2 separate regions of the Rattus norvegicus genome follow, and region 2 is linked to region 1. Evidence: chromatin contacts called from public Hi-C data. All regions are on one chromosome and are shown on one strand. The core of a region is the stretch at or near the end of the contact, and the rest is flanking DNA. Distances in the headings are between cores, read along the strand shown. Region 1 has its middle 16 kb from the start of Spry1. Region 2 has its middle 52 kb from the start of Spry1.

What was found. A called contact is a pair of places that touch in the nucleus more often than the background predicts.
Region 2: a contact with region 1 is called in a Hi-C map of liver, with 2.1 times the contacts expected there. The contact joins two enhancer-like sites. A contact is called at or near these places in 3 of 12 Hi-C or Micro-C datasets (liver and mammary epithelial cells).

The regions. Positions count from the first base shown.
Region 1 is chr2:122,499,294-122,503,496 of GRCr8, reverse strand. No RefSeq gene overlaps it. Among named protein-coding and RNA genes, the nearest start is that of Spry1, 16 kb to the right of the region's middle. Within about 2 kb of position 2,741, at least 14 of the 93 cell types and tissues checked have an H3K27ac peak or open chromatin away from gene starts, as enhancers often do. A contact at or near this core is called in liver, where this site is marked.
Region 2 is chr2:122,534,958-122,539,448 of GRCr8, reverse strand. No RefSeq gene overlaps it. Among named protein-coding and RNA genes, the nearest start is that of Spry1, 52 kb to the right of the region's middle. Within about 2 kb of position 1,973, at least 10 of the 93 cell types and tissues checked have an H3K27ac peak or open chromatin away from gene starts, as enhancers often do. A contact at or near this core is called in liver, where this site is marked.

The sequences.
Region 1 (4,203 bases), core at 1,492-3,991:
GTACGTGACCCAGACAATCGATGTCACCTTGCTGTGACAAAGATGGTCCTGTCCATATAAAGCCACCACAGTGTCTGCACCAGGAGCCTAATGCTTTCTACCTTTTATCAGCTATAAAAAAAAAAATGTAGAGCAAACATTATCTATTGTTAATTACCTGTAAAGTCGGGCCTTAGCCCCTCCCCTGTTCCTAAGAGCCCTGAAGTGAAACCCAAAAGAAGCCGCCCATTGTTTTCCTCGGTGCAAGGGCCAGGAGCAAACAGGGCTCAAATTGCAGCTGTGAAAGCCACAGGAAATTGGTCTAGCGCTAATCTGCACTCAACTATTCAAAGAAACAAAGCCCACATTCCTACAGAGAAACCCCCGGCAGAACACCGCCAACCTGGGGGGGGGGGGCAGTCTGCCCACCACAGGACGAAGCTGCAGAATGCAAGTTCTCATTAGAGTAGCTGAGTTCTCCCCCGTCCTGTACGGAGCACCACACAGGCCATTAGACTTCTCCCTGCACTTCCCAATCTTCCCTGTGGTAAGACTATATAATTAGACTCCTCCTGCTTAGTAATTTGGGCAGGGATAGGGCTGGGGGGCGCAGTTTAACAAGATGTCAGCTGTTCACTGGAGATAGCTAAGTTATGATAAACTAAAATAATAAAAATCTAAGACAATTTAAACTTACCTTTGTATATTTGGGCTATATACACAATAATACATTGATTCTAAGCTGTAAGAGTGGAATGTGATGTAAAAACTGCCCAGATTTTCTTTCAAATTTCAGAATAAACGCTTTGTAAAAGTCAAGTATAAAATTAGGAATTATATGTGTGTGGGTGCACATGTATGTGCATACATATATATGGAGGCCAAAGGCCAACTTCTGTTGTTGTTTTAGGTGCCACCTCCACCACCTATTTTTTGAGACAAGCTCTCTCACTTGCCTGGAGTTCATCAAGTAAACTAGCCTGGCAGGCCAGCGATCCACAAGAATCTGCCTGGTTCCCCGAGGTAGGAATGACACGAGGCTATACATTAATGGCCAAAATTGAACTCAGCCAGTTCTCATGCTTCCAGAGCAAGTCCCTCTACTGCCTGAGCCATCTTCCCAACCCGGGTGTTATTTTTCCCACAGAACATTCCCTCACAGCACACAGGTCACAGATAAAGTGCGCAGAGTTCACAGATAAAGTGCGCATGCGTAGCAGCTCAGCGCCTTCTTCACTGCCACAGTGCAGCGGAATGATTTGCCAGCACCAGGAGGACGCATCTAGTCCCAGTGTTCTCAGTCAACGTAAAAACTGTTTTATTCCTGTCAAACTATGCCAACCTCGTGGCCCCTTATTAACCTGCAAGTATGTTGAAGTGCTAAAACTTAGAGGAATATTATGTCAGTGCAATGATTCCCCTTATTCCTAGACTACTCCACCCCTATCCTAGGGAGAGACCACCACAGACTGGAGATGCAACCTATCCAAAACCCAAAGCACTAGTTCACCTGATAAAATGGGTCTGAGAAACTCGGCTCCTGGCTTTGCACTGTGAACTGAAGTAAACTCAGATGATACTGGCCATTTTCCAGATTCTTTGGTTCCTAGATGATGCTCCAATTCTAGTCATTCAGTCATTCAAGGATACCTAGACCCTAATCCGGAAGGACCAAATGGTGTGCTTTATGAATAACCCAGCCCAGGAAAAGGAAGTGGTCTCAGTAGCTCCAGGCCAGGCCTCCGCAGGCAGGTATCCCAGAGGGGTCCAAGTTGAGGTGTTCATAAAGCTCACTTCCACAAACCTTAACTATTCTCCTCTGGAAGCATTTGATGTGGCCAATGCTTTGACAAAAACTCTCTACAGCAGAAACAAGATCTTAGGATTCTGTTCATGTATGTATGATGGAGATGATTTTAAGTTGGATTATATCATATGTGGAAGCATATGGACTTACTAATGTAGGGAATAGCCTTCTGGTCAGGAATCAAATTTGTCTTTTATGACTCAATTGTGAAATGTAAGAAAAATATCGATGAGGATGTACTGGATGCCTACTATGAACCAAGCAAGCGTCTCTCAGGGTGCAGGAGGGTCAGCCCTGTAACCCTAGCCACAGACTGTCCCAGTTCAGGACAGAGACTGGCAATGACTTCCATGGGCAAAGAGGACTGCTGTGGATAAAGGAGAAGCTTGACTAAGCTTAGATCCGACCACCCACCCAAAAGCCGGGTGTGGTCCCATGAGTGTCTGCCTGTAGTCCAGTGCTGTAAGAGCTGGAGACTAGAGGATCAGTGTGAGAGTCTGTCTTAAAGAGATAAGGCGCGGGGGGGGGGGGGGGTGATCATTCTAGAACAGGATGCCTCTTCCAGTCTCACATGCTCACAGGAGCCCTCACACACTGGTACACACAAGACACACACACACACACACACACACACACTGGTGCACACACTTAAACGCACAAGTAATGAATAGTTTACAGAAAAGTAGCTACTGTTGGAGATACTGGTTTCTCGTGAGCCAGAGTGAGGTTTAGACTTAACTATAGACTAATAAGATTAAAGAGACACAGGTGGCCTCCGAGAGCTGGATTTAGAGGTGTGCTGCTATAGGGCTTAGGAATAAAAAAAAAAAAATCCCAAAAGATTTATGCAGCAGAGAACTGGGAAAGGAAACAGAACGCAGGCTGTGGAGCCTTCCAGCCCAGCCAACACGGAGCAGGGCTTAGCGGGGCAGGGCAGGAGGCAGAGAAAACAGCTGGTGGTGCGATGAGCTGGAAAGACTGTTTCATATGGTTATTTGTCTTGCAGCCATGCCTTGAGCCCGGAACATCTTAGGAGAAATGACACAAGCGTTCCAAGCGTCACCCATCTCTTTCCACGGGGCACACATTTTCCACGGGGTCAAAGAGACCCAGGGTTTAATTTGTATGGTTGCCTGCATGTGTTTTCCCTTCAGTAAGAACTGAGCAGCCTGTCACAGACTCTCTGCTGGGCTCCCCAGGCCTGTGGTTGCATTAGTCATTCGTCCTGCCCTGGGGGTGGGGGTGACAGTTGCCTCTGGGATCTGTTTGTAGGGCACTAGCTCAGGGGAACTTCCTCACACTCAGTAGCAGAAAGGAGTAAATGTTTGTTTTGAAAGATAAGCTTGGTTGAGTAGGAAGGACAGCTCCAGGGCGAATACTTTGAAAAAACTGCTTCTCAAAGGAATGTTGGGTTTTCTTTTTTCAAGACAGGCAAGTTGGAACAGACTTTTTTTTAAGAGCCCTGCCAGCTTTTCTTCTTTCCAAAATTTGCCTTCTTTTACAATCTACACAAAGGACAGCTCCCCTGAAGAGGCTCCCTGCCCCATTATAACACCCATCTGAGATCCTGCAACCACTCAGTGTGGAAGACAAAACCGCCCACGGCCTTTGGAGACAGAGCTGACCCTCACCCTTTGAGATCCATCCACCAGCCCACTTTCTAATGACCACCTTCCAGAGGGGGCTTTCCAACTCTCCACGTGGGCCTTACTCCTTCATAAAACCTGGAGACAACCCAACTTCAGCACAGCACCTATACCCATTTCAAATCAAAGAGAAAGTGACCAGTTCTAAATCCCAAATTATTTGGCCTTTGTTTGTAGAGAGCACAAGTAGGCATGGGCTCGTGTGCACATGCGCGCACGCGCATACACACACACACACGCACACGCACACGCACACGCACACGCACGCACACACCTGGCTTCTCCTGCATTCACTTACTGTCCCATGGTATACTCCACTCAGGAACTGTCACATAAGGTCCCAGATTCCAAGTATAGGCAGGTCTGTCCAATGACATCAGCGTAGCCCGAGGGTAGAGCATACAAGCACTTGTGGAGGCCAGAGGTCAGCACTGGACGTCTTCTTCTCCAGCTCTCCGCATTGTTTTAGGGGTCGAGGTCTCTTACTGAACCTGGAACTCACCAGTTCAGCTAGGGTGCCTGATCATCGAGGCCCAAGAATCTCTGTGTCTTCACCCCACCCTGTGTTAGGGTTTCAGGAACACACTACTTGGGTACTGGGGATACAAACTCATCGTCTCCTGCCTACCCGCCCAGCAGATCCACTGCTCCCTGTGCTGCCATCCAGGCTTTGAACAGCGGCTTTTGCTGCCCACACTGGTTGGGACTCCTTCCTACGAGCTGCAGAAAGAATCCAAGTTGATTTTAACGTCTCTGTCCAGTTCAGTTTGA
Region 2 (4,491 bases), core at 724-3,223, 37 kb before region 1:
CTCAGATTTTCCACGTCTGGTTTTTCCCGCTCCGTGTTAGCTTCAGACTCTGACAAGCTTTCTAAATGTACTCACAGATAATGGGAGGACGGAGGAGGGGGAGTGAGTGATTGATTGACTGAGATAGAAATTGAGAGAGAGAGAGAGAGAGAGAGAGAGAGAGAGAGAGAGAGAGAGAGAGAGACTGGGGAAGACAATAGGGCCTCACAGTTGTGTTGAAAGCTTCCTTTCCAGGATGGTCTGCTTTTCTTTCTGTTATGATAGAACACTGACCAAAAGAGGAAAGGTTTATTTGTCTTACACTTCCAGGACACAGCCCATTACTGAGGGAGGTCAGGCCAGGCACTCAAACAAGAACTTAAAGCGGAAACCATGGAGAGGCTCTGCTTGATGACTTGTTCTCAGGCTCAAATTCAGCTGGCTTTCTTACACAGCCTGGGGCCACCGGTCTAGGGATGGTACCACCCACAGTGGGCTGAGCACAGGACAGTTTCCTGTGACCATCCCATAGGCCGATCTGATCCCACAGTGGATGGCTCCTTCTCTGGTAAATTCAGACTATGCCAAGTTGACAGGTAAAGCTAACTTGGATGACCAGAGTTCTCCAGTCAGGGTGTCAGGAATTGACTGCACATTCTTACACAGGGCTGAGTCTGCTTTCTCTGGAGTTGGAACCACTGTGCTTACTAAGAACCACCCATGCCCTCACCTTGCCTCAGCTGCATGGAGTGACTGCAGGACGCTTTACTTTGCCTCATATGGATAGCCCTGTGACAGCCACACCACCAATGTGTCACACTCCCTCCTCTTGTTCTCTCCTTCCCTTTCTCTGTCCTTCTTGTCTCCTAGACCCTGTGCCTGGAGCCCATCTTAGTAGGAGATATAGAAAGGAGGCCTTAGAAGCAAAGTCCGCTCTCCCTGGTGTCCCATGGTGTAAGGGACACTTGGATAGAAGTCCTTCCTCTCTGAGTCCTGTGACCTTATCTACCAGCGACCCTTCACAAAGCCAGTGCAATGCCCTGGTGGACTTCTGTGCAGTCCAAGTCACCTCTGACCCCAGGTCTGCTTTGGTCTTCAGGTGGGGGCCAAAGCACAGAAAATACTGAGAGGCTCCCGAGGGGAATGCTCACCTCCCAGAGTAGACTTAGTTACAGTGCTTTAAAGCAGCTCCTGCTGAGGGCTTCTTTAAAAACTTTAAAAAATAAAAATAAAAACTAAAAAATCAAGGCATTAAACCTAGCTTAGTGCTGATTGGATTCCGAGCACTCAGAAGGGAAGCAGGAAGATCACATGTTCAAGATCATCCTCTGATATGTGGTTAAGTTTGGACAGAGGAAAGAACTTAGGACCAAAGACTTGGCAGGAAACAGAAGCCAAACGAAGTACCACTGCCTGTGTTTATCACCTCATTCCTGGGGCGAGCACAGAGAGAAGGAGAGTTCTTGCTACAAGCTGCAATTCCTTCGTGCATACCATAATAATCCCCGAGCTCCTTTGCAGTTCGAGAATCTCCCGGCATCTCCTCTGCCCCAAAGCACACTTAATGCATGCTCAGTATAAGCCTATGAGGGAGAAGTCTCTCATGGACGAGTTCTGAAGGAGTCCTTTTAAGGACTTGATGAATGGGTGAAATTCCAAGAGGAAGGAGCGATGTCATCAAGATCCCTGAGAGAAGGGCAGAGGGCGGGCAGCCGTGCGGACCGGCAGGCGGCACTTACACAGGTAATCAGGTTTCTACCTATGGAAGGGAAAGAAGTTTCGGTTGGACCCGGTTCAACAGGACACGAGCCCGGAAGGGCGGCTTTAGTCTTCTGATGTAAGACGTTATGTAAGTCAAACAAATGCACCCGTCTTTTAGGAATGCCCCACACAAGCTGCAAGAATCTTCGGGAGACAGGGTGAGAATGTTTGTCCACACTGGGTTGGCCGTGTGCCTGCCTTGCACAACCCTCTCTGGAATCCATTACCACGCCCTGCCCCCAGCTCTCACTGCAATCCGTGCAGGGCACTGACCCACATCAAAGTGGAGCCCTGTGGCCCCTACATCCCCAGTGGGACAGGGGAAGCTCAGCCTGCCGCAAGAGAGCCCGCCTTGTCCTTACTCCTGTCTCTAATTGTAATCCTTTAGCCCATTTGGAGGGAAGAAATCCCAGTGAGGAAAAGCAAAGAGAAGAGTGAAAAAGTAAAGGATAAAGACAGGACCTTTCTGGTTAGCATCCCCACCGTTAGCAGCAGATCCTCAGCAGGACAAGGTAGCACTGATCTGCAAGTTCCGCACCTGGGAGTCCAATGCAGGAGGATCATGAGTTCTGAGCCAGCTAAGGTTACATTCTTAGGACTTAAATTCCAAACAAAAGAATCAGACCTTCCCTCCCCTGAAAGCTACTAAGGAGCACACCTCAGGTTAAAGCCAAATCACCTTTCCAGCTTGTCTTGAGGGGTGATAAGATAAATTCAACCCACACTATAAAACCTTTACAAAGACATTGTTTTGTACAATCCAGAGTGATCTACAATTTGAGTTTTCAGTGGGTATGTTTATTAAGTATACACATCAAGAGAGAGAGAGAGAGAGAGAGAGAGAGAGAGAGAGAGAGAGGAAGGGAGAGGGAAGGAGGGAGAAAGAGAGGAAGGGAGAGAGGGAGGGAGGGAAGGAAGGAGAAAGGTAGGGAAGGAAGGAGAGAGGGAGGGTGGGAGGCAGAGAATGAGATTGAGTGGGTGAGTAAAACATTGGCTAATTGAGTGCTCAAAATACCGGCAAAATTGGACTGGGAAGGTTGAGAGGTCAACTGGCATCCCTTCCCAGTGATCTTTCGCCCCCTTGATGAGCTCCCCACTGCTGAACTTCTGGTTTTTCCTCCCTCCTGATGAACTTCCTGCTTTTTCTCCCCACTGCAAACTTTTTTATATTAGGGGATAAACAATTGTATCCTCTGTTCTAGCTGTTCTCAAGGACACAGTGTTTTCATTCCTGAGCTGTTTGTCTCTTTCCTTTCTTCTGTATCACAGACTCAGAGGACAGCCAACCTCCAGACCTTAGTTAAGGGTGGGCATTTTGAGGCACATATGTTTAGGTATGAAATGGGGCTGGCAACGCCCCCTCCAGGCTCATCTTCTTGGTGAGTTCAAACAGCACATGACAATTTAACATCATGCCCATTACAATCACATCATGAACGTCAACAAGGAATGGTAGCCATCTATCTATCCCATCCCGCGGTCATTTAAAGGAGCAGTTAAATTGATCTCAGACCATCACCACCGAATAAGGAGAGCTTATCAGTGAGCCCCTTAGCTCCTCCTACCCAGCAGCCATACTTGTTACATCTGAGGGCTGCGACTGCTTAGGAGATCAGCAGCAACTGTGAACAAGGGCACAGGCCCTCACTGCTCACTAATGCTGCCCATACCTCACACCCTCACTTCATGTAGAGGTGGCATGCCCCAGCCTGCGAGCAACATAGTCAGTTTTTCCCTCAGCCTGGAATCTGTGCCTCGAGTCTCACTCAGTTCTTGAAGCAAGCCAAAGGCTTCTCACTTCTTCTCTTTGAAGTCCACACAGACACTGAATTTCTGGGGTGTCTCTCCAGGAGTCTGCTTTTTTTTTTCTTTTCCTGGACTGCTGTCATATACGCTTGTCATTAATCTTCTGGTCACATCTACCTCTGTTTGAAGAGTGGTTTTCCTGACTGGCGGCCAGGTATGCCCTAAGCAGTACTTTATGAATGTAGGGTAAAGAGATGGACAGACAGCTGTCTTCTCCCACTGAAGCTATACCCGGAGCTGCAGAAGCATTTGAAATTATGAGCTTTGACTTAAGCTCCTCTGGAGTCAGGCTCCAAGCTCACTAGGCACTCGGAACACTCACTTCTTCAGTAGCACTGGTTTCCTTATGGCCACAGCAGGGACGACAGTGCAAATAACACATCCCAGATCTGAGGCTAAAGTCCTAAAAGCTCCAAAATCAGAAATGTCCTGAGCACCTGCGTGAGGTCACACTGGGTCAGATTCCTCAGATGTCTTCGTGGTAGACTGTAAAAATGCACGCAGTGTATCAGAATGTGTCCAGGCTGCATGTAGAAGGTAAACAGAAATACAGAACTGCTTAGGCTCAGATCCCATTCCCGAGACACCTCATGATACATATATGTAAACATACCCAACTCTGGGGCACAGGGAACCTAAACTTCAAAACACTGCTCTGCCAAGCATCTCGCCTGCCCCTGAACTCAGGTAATCAGGCTTCGTGGCCAGCGTCTTCACCTGTGCAACCATCTTGGTGGCCTGCAAAGTTCTAATTCTAAACCTGTATCATGGTGTTACTTTTCTTTCTCATTGTTGTATTAAACCATTTTCCTGTGTAATATTCTGAAAATATAGTGTGCCCTCCCTGTGGAGCTTGTCTTTATATGGAGAGACAGAAGTCCAGGGAGTCTTCTATGGGCAGATATCACGTTTGCTCCTTGTTGAACAGCTTGAGTCTCTGCAGGC